Linked DNA regions of Mus musculus: all the other regions are linked to region 4. A link is a contact called in public HiCAR-type and HiChIP or PLAC-seq data. All regions are on one chromosome and are shown on one strand. Each heading gives the region's core, a stretch centred on a gene start, on an enhancer-like site or on the middle of the called end of the contact. The rest is flanking DNA. Distances are from core to core; before and after follow the strand shown. Region 1 holds the start of Rad52 (RAD52 homolog, DNA repair protein). Region 2 holds the start of Wnk1 (WNK lysine deficient protein kinase 1). Region 3 holds the start of Kdm5a (lysine (K)-specific demethylase 5A). Region 4 holds the start of Zfp9 (zinc finger protein 9).

Evidence for each region. HiCAR-type assays count read pairs that join an accessible place to other places. HiChIP or PLAC-seq counts read pairs in DNA pulled down with a chosen protein or histone mark.
Region 1: an H3K4me3 HiChIP or PLAC-seq map of embryonic stem cells shows a contact between it and region 4, with 5 read pairs. The contact joins the promoter of Rad52 here to the promoter of Zfp9 in region 4. A contact is called at or near these places in 1 of 39 promoter capture datasets (hippocampal neurons) and 1 of 115 datasets of contacts at active chromatin or transcription factors (embryonic stem cells).
Region 2: a contact with region 4 is called in a HiCAR-type map of astrocytes, with 3 times the contacts expected there. The contact joins the promoter of Wnk1 here to the promoter of Zfp9 in region 4. A contact is called at or near these places in 1 of 39 promoter capture datasets (hippocampal neurons) and 1 of 115 datasets of contacts at active chromatin or transcription factors (astrocytes).
Region 3: an H3K4me3 HiChIP or PLAC-seq map of forebrain shows a contact between it and region 4, with 8 times the contacts expected there. The contact joins the promoter of Kdm5a here to the promoter of Zfp9 in region 4. A contact is called at or near these places in 3 of 39 promoter capture datasets (the 3T3-L1 cell line, cranial neural crest and hippocampal neurons), 2 of 115 datasets of contacts at active chromatin or transcription factors (astrocytes and forebrain) and 1 of 9 other capture datasets (embryonic tail).

What each region holds. Positions count from the first base shown.
Region 1 is chr6:119,901,333-119,904,032 of GRCm38.p6, reverse strand. It overlaps Rad52 (RAD52 homolog, DNA repair protein), which reads right to left and starts at 1,335. Exons shown (of 12, transcript NM_001166381.1): 1 at 1,198-1,335.
Region 2 is chr6:120,037,340-120,040,039 of GRCm38.p6, reverse strand. It overlaps Wnk1 (WNK lysine deficient protein kinase 1), which reads left to right and starts at 1,385. Exons shown (of 28, transcript NM_001199084.1): 1 at 1,385-2,700. The coding sequence starts at 2,408.
Region 3 is chr6:120,362,759-120,365,458 of GRCm38.p6, reverse strand. Kdm5a (lysine (K)-specific demethylase 5A) reads right to left here and starts at 1,360. Exons shown (of 28, transcript NM_145997.2): 1 at 681-1,360. The coding sequence starts at 845. It also overlaps a transcript of Ccdc77 not described here.
Region 4 is chr6:118,477,886-118,480,585 of GRCm38.p6, reverse strand. Zfp9 (zinc finger protein 9) reads left to right here and starts at 1,313. Exons shown (of 6, transcript NM_011763.2): 1 at 1,313-1,380.

The sequences.
Region 1 (2,700 bases), core at 86-2,585, 1.4 Mb before region 4:
TTTTGCCTGCATGCTTATCTGTGCACCACAAGTACTGAAGAAGGTATCCCTTATAACTAGAGATATAGACAGTTGTAAGCCACCATGTGAGTGGTGGGAATTGAACCCAGGTCCTTGGGAAGAGCAGCAGCCAGTTTTTTAAATAAAATATAATTCACATCATTTCCTCTCTCTCTCCTCCAATCCCTCATATCCCTCTCTCAACTTCATAGCCTTTTTCTGTTTTGTTTTACACAGACAACAGAGACATACATATATGAATAAATAAATATAACCCCTAAGTCTGTTTAATGTAGCATGTACATGTACAATTTTAGGGCTGATCACTTGGTACTGGGTAATCCATTAGGGGGTTCATCTCTGGGAAAGCCATTCTCCCTTTCTGACAGTCATTAATTGCGTATAGCTCTTCATCTAAGGGCGGGGCCCTTTAAGACCCCTCCCCCAATCCAAGTTGGCATGTCAACTGGTGCTGTTAATTGTCCAGGTCTTATTAAAGAAGCAATATTGAGATGGCCATGTAGGGGAATCAGCCTAGATGACCATCAACTTAATCAACTGATGGATAATTCAAACGAGATACAAACATCGGAACTTTATTCTGCGGAACAGATCCCACCGAAACCCACACAAAGTACTGTATTTCATACAAGTGAAACAGGTTCACTGACAAAGCAGACGGGGGTCCTAGGATGACGGGAAAAGTGAGAGGGAGAGCTAACTGTGGCTTCTGGATTTATTTAGGAGTGATGAAAATGTTATGGAATTCGATGTTGCTAGGGGTTACACAACCCCCAAGCATATGAGTAACCAGAGAACTGTACACCCCCGAGGAGTGAATTTAACCGTACTAATGCACGCTTCGTTTTTCAAAGTCCAGAAAGGCTACCCTGAATGTCAAACTCCTCAAGTCCACAGTTTCTTCTCAGCCCCACCGACTCCCTCCGACTTCACCCTGTCCTAGACAGTCCTGTTAACAGTCAGCGCGCGTGTCGCACGGTGCTCCCGAGCACGCGGTCAGCAACCCCGGACCAGGCGCCTCCCTCCAGATCCAGCGCAACCGTGGGGGCTTCAGGGCTCGGCCTCCCCGGTGGAGACGCCCCCGTGCCGGGCGTGTCCAGCAGCCGCCCGAATCCGAAAGGCCCCACGCTCCCCGACCCCGCTAGAACCACCCCGGCGAGGACCGTCCTCACTCACGCGCTTCGGAACGCGGTGCACGCAGGAGCTCGGTCCGGGTGCCTGCCGGGAAGCCGGAGAGGGCCTCGCAGAAGGAATGGAGACTCTGCAAGCTCAGAGTCCTCGCCCAAAGAAAAACAGAAGGAAAGGCCGTAAGTCAAGTCAGAAGGCGCCGAGAGCCGCAAAGCAGGCTGTCGCAAATCAAGTCGCGAACTGGAAGCGGCGGAGGACTCAGCATCCTGAGCGCTCTTGGGCTGTTATCTCACCGCCCGCGGCGATCAGCCTTCCCGCAGCCGCAGCAAGCCGCTTCGGTTTCCGTAGGCGCCCTGCGAGGGTCCCTGGTGTGACCCGGCTGGGTGACGCCCGGAGCCAACCTCTCCTCGGTGTGCTTTTAAACTCTGAGACCCTGGCAGCCAGTGGGATTTCCCCTGAAATTCAACCGGAACTAACTGGATGACAGTTACACTTTAGGCATCACTCCAAGTTAAACACAGACTGATCTCAGTTTATGATGTTTTCTGCTTTACAACAGATCTACGTCTCCAATGTGTAGTTTATATACTGAGAACTTTTTGTTTTTAATGGTCAGGCCTTCAGATTGTTGCAATTTAACCAATTCATTATATGGCCACTATATCCAGGATCTTTCGTGTTTTCCTAGATGGTTGACTTAACTAATCTTCCCAGAAACACGGAGTCAGATGCAGTTAATAAATAAATCGAAAGTCCTTTAGCACATTGTAGGGTCCATACTGACAAGACCAAGATAACAGGACAATGACACTAGCTACAAGAGAAACTCAGAATTCTGTTTCTGGAATTAGCTGGTCACTCAACTTGCCCATTACTTGCACAAAAAGGAAAGACTCTTTCTCAGGGCAGTGGTGGCCACATCTTTAATCCCAGCACCCAGGAGACAGGGGCAGGCAGATGTCTTGAGTTCGAGGATGCTACACAGAGAAACTCTGTCTCGAAGAAAAGAAAAACATCATTTGAAACTGTGCTACTGGCCGATGCAAGAGTACCAAATTTCCATTCTGGTGGCACAGACCTGTAACTCAAACTACTGGGGAAGCTGAGATAGGAGAATCCCAAAATCAAGGACAGCCTGGGCTTAAAACCTGTCTAGGTAAAAAGAGGGTTGGCATTATAGCTTAGTAGTAGGACTCTTGCCTGGCATGTAGGAAGTAATGGACTCAATCCCAACGACAGGGGAGGAGAACCTGAACATCTACGGCTACAGAGATCGCTCCACAGTTTAAGAGCACGTACTATTTCAGAGAACCTGAGTTAGGTTCCCCACATCCAAATTAGGGGACTCACAACTACCTGTAACTACAGTTCAAGGGGACCCAGTGCTCTCTTCTGGCCTCTGAAGGCACCGTAAACATACGACACTCATTTGCCCAGACACACAAAACATGTATACATATAAATAAAAACAAATCTTTTTTAAAAAAATAGACTATTAATCTGTTATCCGTGCGCCTCAGAACGTGGTGCTTGCAGGAGCTTGGCCCCGGG
Region 2 (2,700 bases), core at 136-2,635, 1.6 Mb before region 4:
AGATACACTGAGTCAAGGAATCTTCCGTTTAGCCGCTTCCAAATCACTCAGAGATCCTCTCATATAGTCTTGGACAAGGAAAACGCGCTTCAGAGCTCGCTCCAGTCCTGGGCTGCGACTGCAGCGTATTCACGCTCGGGTGCGGTTGCGTACGTTTAAGCGCTTCCCGCTCTCACCGGTTGGGTTAAGACTTGTAACTGCCATCTGGCTCATAAATTTGGTTTCCTACTCTGTCTGGTGCCCCCTGGTGCTCATCACAACTATAATCTTACGTAGTAGCAAAGGTGGTCCAGGAAGCACTAAAGATATTTTGAAGAGAAGAATTCCATTACTGTAAACTGCACGGATCTAGGTTTCCGGAGATCCGCGCCTTGGTATAAATTACATATGTGTACATATGCAAGTGTAGTACAGAAAGGGGATGTTTTACTGAGCCACCGAGGCAGGGTATAAGAAAACAAAAGGAAAATAATTTTTACTCAAATATAGAGGCAAAAGTCAACTATGTCCTCTCAAGTTTGTAATCAAAGATTAAAGATGTAGAATATCTTCGAACTCGACCTCCTCCCATGCTTGTCACCCGCCTCTCCCCGCCCCCTACACCTCCCGTTCCCGTTAAGTTTCCGGCAAAGCAAAGAGGTTCGCTCTGATCCTGGGTTTTATTTAGTAGGCAGCCCATCTTTGCAGCCAAAGTACTTGTTTGGAAACTGGAGATGAGCATGCGGCTTTAGTTGTTGTGAAGAAGAGAAGGATGGAATATATTTTGTTTACCCTCACCCATCTAATCAACAGTGATGGTATGTGCACTCTTCACAAAGTTTTCTGGGAGTCTTCGAATTCAGGCTCAGGTTATTCAGCTTTACCTCCTTCTCCACTCCCACACCCCTAGTCACAACACTAAGGAGGCTCTCCATTAAAGACGAACAACATCATTTTTCATTGCATGGCAGCTCTACGAGCTATCTAAGCAGAACATGACGGAAGTCTCTCATTCTCTCCTTTCTTTTCTTCTCCTTTCTTCTCTTCTTTTGCAATTGATTCCTAAATAATGATTTTGATAGCGAGCACTGAGTTTGGAACGGAATTGAGCGACCCACGATGACGCTCCCATCAGGCTTTCAGATGGGGCGGTTTTCAAAAAAAGGAACTACAATTCCCAGGAGGCACCAGGCTAGAGCAATCGCAGGGCATCACGGAAGTAGTAGGCGCGTTCCTCCCGGGTTCCTTTCACGGTTTTCACCGCGAAACTACAAATCCCATCGTGCCTCGAGCTCGGCACGCCTGCGCGAGAGCCCCCCGAGCGCGATGTGGGCGGGGCCGCCCCGGGCGGCGGGGGGCGGGGTCCAAGCGGGCTGTGTGGAGGCTTCAGACATCGGCGCCATTTAAAGCGGAGAGTTTTCCCGGGCGGACGCGCTCCTTCTGCTCGGCTATTCCGTACTCCCTTCTTCGCTGACAGAAGGCGCCTAGTGGGGTGACTGCTCTTTTTCTCTCCCTCTCCCCCTCCTCCCAGTTCTTTCGGTCTCCTCTCCTCCTGGCCAGAGAAGTAGCGGAGCCCGGGCCCCGCGGTGAGCGGCCCTCCCCTCCCCACAGTTCCCTCCCTCCTCTGCCCCCGGCGCCGGCCAGAGAGGGGAAGAGGTTCGCCAGGCCCGGGGCGGGCGGGGAGGCCTCGGGGACGGGGGGGGCCGCTCCTCAGGCTTCGAGGCTTCGAGGCTTCGGCCCTCAGCATCTAGTGATGGGCGCCCTCTGAGACTGGTCCCCTCTCCGGGGCGCGTGCTGCCTGAGGCGGCGGCCGAGCGAGCGAGCGAGCGAGCGAGCGACCGGGAACCCGGGCCGCGGCCCTCCTTCCCCTGCGCGGCCCCTCCCACTCCTGTGCCCCGGGCTGCCACCGCCCGGCGTCGGGGCTCGTCCCTCGCGCGCTGTGCCTCCGCCCTCAGGGCCTATCCCGCCGTGCTCGGCGGGCGGGCGGCGACGGCGGCAGCGGCAGCGGAGGGAGCTTAGCCGTCTTCACTTGGGTCGCATCCTCTCGCCCAGGAGCCAATTCCGCGCCCTGCTCCTCATGACTGCGGCGCTTCTGCTGCCCCAGCCCTACCGGCCTCCGCTCGCTGCAGGATGGATGCGGACTGTGCGGCGCTAACCCCCGTGGCTCCGCTCCCTCCTAGCCCGCCGACGAGCCCGCCCCGTGAGCCGCAGCAGCTTCGGTGCCAGCAGCAGCAGCCGCCGCAGCAGCCGGACTCAGTGTCCCGCGTCGCCCTCGGGGCGCCTTGTCAGTGCTGAGTGGGAGTCGTCCGGTGGTTCGGAGCCCGCCGTAGGAGCGCTGCCCAGCACTTCTTGGTGGCTTCTCCGGGTCACCCTTTTCCCTTTTCATTCATAAATCCGAGCCCGCATTCTTCACTCCATCGGACCGACCATGTCTGACGGTGCCGCCGAGAAGCAAAGCGGCACTCCGGGCTTCCTTACGCCTCCGGCGCCCGTCCCCAAGAATGGCTCAAGCTCCGATTCTTCCGTGGGCGAGAAACTGGGGGCTACGGTCGCCGACTCGGGAGTTGGCAGGACGGAGGAATATCGGCGCCGCCGGCACACTATGGACAAGGACAGTCGTGGGGCGGCCGCCACCACCACCCCCACGGAGCACCGATTCTTCCGCCGAAGCGTCATCTGCGACTCCAATGCCACCGCGTTGGAGCTGCCGGGCCTCCCTCT
Region 3 (2,700 bases), core at 111-2,610, 1.9 Mb before region 4:
CGGTCGACATTAGTGGGGTTTTTTTTAACACGCAAACAGAAAGATGGTGCGTGAGCTGATGACAGGACACTTCAAACGCCTTTCCCTAGGAAGGGCCTGAAGCCTTTTGTTATCCTTACCTCCAATCCACACTACAATATCCGTGCCCAATAAGTTCTGGGAAGGAAAAGGTCCCAGAGACACCTCTTTCTGTCTTTTGAAGGGGGACCTGAGAAGCGATGCGATGGCCCAGTCGTCAGGCCAAAGCCTGACAATCTTGAGTTCGAGCCCGGAGACCCACAACCCCCACAACGCAGGAAGAGAATCGACTCCTACAAAATGTCCTCTGACCCCTCCGCGAGCGCTCTCTCGCTCTCCTCCCCTCTCTCCCTCTCTCTGTCTGTCTGTCTCTCTGTCTGTCTGTCTCTCTCTCTCTCTCTCTCTCTCTCTCTCTCTCACACACACACACACACACACACACACACACTCACACGCGATCAAATAAAATGTCAAAGTGGACGTGAAACTGCGTTCAGAAACCAGGGCAAAAAACATCCTCAAAAGTGGCCTCGGGACACCAAGAGAGGAGGGAGGGGCCCCCGGAGAGCACGGAAGACCCCCAAAGAGGAAAGCCACGGGGAGGAGGAGGACCGTCCCGCCGCCCCAGCACGCCCCCCGTCCCCGCCCTCAGGCGACGCTACCTTGGGTGGCCGGATTTTGCAGATGCCCGTTTTCTCCGCAAAGGGCCGGATGCGCCCGATAAAACTCAGCGGGTCTGTGAACTCCTCCCAACTGGGCTCAAAGACCGGGCACTCGGGCGGTGGCACGAACTCCGCCGCGTAGCCCCCCGGGCCCACGGACGCCATGGTCACCAAAAAATAAAATAAAAAGCCAGGGGGGCCTGAGGTGCACAAGCGAGGAAAGGCTTGGCTGACGGCCACCAAAGCCCTCTCACGTCCCCGCACTGGGGCCGCAGCGCATCTTCTTAGGACGAGAACGAGTCCTCACAGGAGCGCCAGCCGCTCTCCCTCCGCTCGTTTGTTATTGTTTCCTTCAGGGCTTTTCCTCTCAGGGGCAGGACGCTCCCGGAAGTTAACGTGCTGCTAAATCAGTCCGCCACCGCAGGAAACAAAATCCCACCGCCGCCACGTCTAGTCGGGTCTTCTCTCCTCGCTCCCTTCCATGACGGCCGGCGGAGCTTTTTTGTTTTATTTTGGTTTTTTGTTTTCTCACAGCTTGCCTGTCAAAGTTCTGCGCCCTCCGTCCACCCCGGGTGCGCGGCCCCTCAAGGCGCCGCGACCTCTCTCGAGGAGAGGCGAGGGAAAAGCTACCCCGCAAGGTGGAACGCGCGCTTCCGGCGCGCGGAGGAATGTGTAATGCCTCGGAGAGCAGAGGTACTGCTTCCGGTAAGGGGCTTCCGGTTCCTCTTTGTGTCGGGGGTGGGGACACGAACGCAAGGTGGGCCCCTCCGTGGCTAGTCGGCCGGGTTTGTTCGTTCTCCGAGACCTGTTTTTAACATCGTTGTCTAGGTTTGGACAAGTGACGAACTCTTGGCCGAGTTTCCGCGTCTCCGTTTCCTTCTTTCGAATGCTAGTCTTGTACAACTCGTTTCGCTCGGTCGCCTTCGTACGGGTTTCTCGCTTCTCCGTGACCAATAGGTTTCAGCCCAATTCCGTCATTACATGGGCCGGCCTTCACCACCAGCTGCGACTTGCTTTTTCTCACGACACTGGGAACCTACCCATAGAGGGCCTGGCCTTGCTAGTCTAGCTGTTGGCAGCCATCCCGAAACCGTATTTGAGTAGTAAGCAGGGCCTGAAAACGCTTGCTTTGTAACCAACCCATTTCAGTTTGGTATGAAACTGGTCACCTTGTCAGAAACCTCTACTTGGAAGGCCGGGCATAGTTGCACACGCATAGAGTTCCGATCAGCAATGGCTGGTTTAAAAAAAAAAAAAGCCACGTTTCTGGTATACGGTCCTACAGTTCCTTTATGCGTCTAAGCCTGACTCTACAAGGTTGAAGGCAAGAACCGGCTCCAAAGTTATCCTGTGCCCTCCACATCCATATACCTTTATGGTGATGAAGGTAGATGCTTTAGGGGCAGTTCGAGCTGCATATGAATTTGAGGCCTGATTAGGCTACGGGAGACCTTGTAAGTAAGGAAAATCCCTGTGTGGTGGCTCAGGACTATAAACTCAATTCTGGGGAAGGAGATGTAGAAAGAGCACCATAAGGCCACATGGTACACTTATCGAGTTCCAGAATGGTCAAGAATACGGGGTAAGGGCCAGAACAGTGGCTCAGCTGTGAAGGGCACTTGCCACCAAGCTTGAAATCCTAAGTTTGATTCCTGGAACCCCATGGTTAAAGGAGAGAACTGAAAGCTGACCTCACCTTCACGCCAGGTCCACATACATTCATCTACAAATTCACACATTAAGTAATCAAAGGCTGGGGGGGTTGGAGTGGGGGGGTGGCTATCAGGTAAAACGCTGACTCATAAATAAAGGTTCTATTCTGCTAGTCAGGATCAGGAATGCAAGGAAATGGACTCAGGCTAGTTTGTTCAATTACTTTCTGTACTAGAAATTGAACCCAAGTCCTTGAACATATTAGGTAAATGTGTCCTGAGCTGTAACTCCAGTATAGTCTCCATTTCTTGCTTAAAGAAAAAAGGGAAAAAGTGATATACAGAGAAAAAATGGACATAGGAAGGTA
Region 4 (2,700 bases), core at 64-2,563:
ATTTCCCAGTGCCACATTATGGCTCACGACTGATCGTCACTCCAGTTCCAAGGGATCAGATGCCCCCTTCTGGCTTCATCATGCATGTCTCCCACATGATACACAGACATGCAGGCCCAAACCCATATACACAAAATAAAACAGCCCCGGGAAGCAGCTTGCACGTTGGAAAAGGAAATTTGGGGTGCCCTAAGTCTATGTTCCAGGACCATCATTATGTTCAGTTCACAATAACCCCTTAGAGTTATCCCCTTAGAGGCAAGAGCTGTGTTTCTGTGCCAACAATACCTTTATCCTGAACCTTGCAGGCTGTTTGGTCCCCTTGTCTCTTAAGTTGGCCTTTTGAGGACCAGTCAATGAGTCTGAGTCCTTATGGCTGCCCGGGGCTCAGTCGTTGATCTTAAAAGCTCTGGCACCATATATGCTATATGTATACATTTATGTGTAAAAATTGTAACTTTCGTATGAAGAATGTAATATTTCCATATTTCTAAGGTTAGTACAGTGCGGACTAAAGTTATGGCCAAGGACATATACAAGTTGTTTTACATATTCAGGACATCGTTCTTAGTGAGAGGATAAGAATGGCATTCTGCATCGGTAGGATACAACTTTAAAAATTTGGCCAGGGGGAGGCGGGGACTAACATGTAGGGCACTTTACTTGGTGTATTCTTTTGGTTTATATATACTGTACATATTTTTTTAGTTTCTCGCGTTTCGTGTTATCGTTTACATAGTTTTGAAAGGTAGTAATCCTAAGACAAAATTGCAAGCTCCTTGGATGTAAACTTCAAGTATTTAAGCTACCCCACCGTACACACTGCGCACCCTCTGACGGCCTTCTGTCTAACTCCGCAGGGTGCCCATTGCTTGTTCAATCATCCCCTTAAAGATCAGGCCTTAGGGAAGCAGCGCAGCGCTCAACAGTGAGGTACTCAGAGCCAAACTTCATAACGTGATCACACACGGAGTCATCGCGGAGGCTTCTGGAAAGCGTAGTCCAGAAAGGAGGGCCGTTAGGCGCATGGGCAGAGCCCTCGCCTGTCAGCTGAGGAACTTTTGTCCTTCGTCTTGCGGGGGACACCGAGCCCCGCGGCATCCCCCGATTTGAGGGGTTCTCCGATTGCGGCGGGCGGGCGGGCGAGCGAGCACGCGATCCTGTGGGGCGGCGGCGGGAGGAGCGCGCTGGGCGGGCTGAGGAGGGGAGGGGAGGGGAGGGAAGGGGAGGGGAGAGGAGGGGACATCAGCGGGAGGCAGGCGGGTCTGAGCCACCGCCCGGGTGACGTGGCACCCACTCGCCTTGTCCTCCCGCCACGTCGGCGTCCTCCCGCTTCTCAGCCATCCCCGGGCATCTGCAGCGGAGGCCGCTGTCACCGAGGTGAGAATCGCTCAGGGCGCACGGAGCAGGGCAGTCTTGCAGAGTGCTGTGGAACAAGCAGGGCGGGCTGCTGCTTTTCCAGCAGAGCCAGGTCCTTTCATCTGGGCCCCTCAAAGCTGTTCACAGAGGCTGTTTGGTTTACCCAGTACCTGCGGGTGGTCGTAATCCTCTATTGTTTAACTCTGCCGGGCTTGTCTCTTCCACGCAGTCCTGTCTGCGTCTGCTTTCCGTGCAGCCGCTGAGGACACAGCCTTGAAGCATACTTGATCATACCTGGAGTCTTCTATTCCTAAAACTCCTCCAGCCTCCTCTGGATCCCTTAGTGTGAGAGATTAATTAAGGCTCTCCCTCCCCATATCCCTCAGCTATCCTTTGTTAGACTGTTGAACAGTTATTTGGAAGTACAGTATTGCTTTTTAAAAAAAGGTCTTTCAGTATTAAATTTTCCTGAGAATCTGGGAATTATATACACTCACCCTCTAAGGGAATAGAAGTAAAACAGATTGGGGGTGGGGTGTCGATCTGGCCTTGGAGCTCCAGACTAGTTTGGAGCTGTTGAAACTCCTGCCTCAGCCTCCAGGATGCTGGGTTTACAGGTGTGTGCCACCCCGTCCAGCAGAGACAGATCTAAAAGATGAGAACTGTTGTTCATTTGTGTTCTCTGTTACGAAGGAGATTTCCTAAGGCTGATGATTGGCGCATTTGTATCTGGCCTTATACATTAGGCCTTTGGTATGCACCCGGCTGACTGGAATTAAGCATTTGGTTTTTTGTTTGTTTGTTTTTGTTTTTAATCTATATACACGATATACCTTTTTAGGGAATATGGTACTAAAACTGTTGTCTAATTAATTAATGACTTTATTTATGTATTTATTTGAAATAATGTCTCACTATGTAGTCCAAGCTGGTCTAGCTCTCGTTCTATAGCTTAAACCAGCCTTAATCTTGCTATCTGCCTGCCTCGGCCTTTACAGTGCTGGGGCTAGAAGTGTGCCTCACTCCATGTGGCTTCAAATTGCTATTTTTGAAGGTAATTTTGTTTCAAAGCTTCATTTGTTTCAAAGCTAGATTTGGCAGCCATGCAACAGTTCATTAAGATGTAATTTAATTTCACCCCACCCCCCTGTTTCAGCCTGTTTTGAGAGGCCAGTCAATTACAGGGATCTAAACCTGTTGTGTGGCTGTCAAGGCTTGACCGGAGGCTGCACAGAGGGTTATTCACCATGATTTAATTCCTTTCACTTTAAGAATAATAGCATTGAAACTAAGTCCCAATGCCGGTAGCAGACATAGCAACAGAACCAAAAGGAATCATAT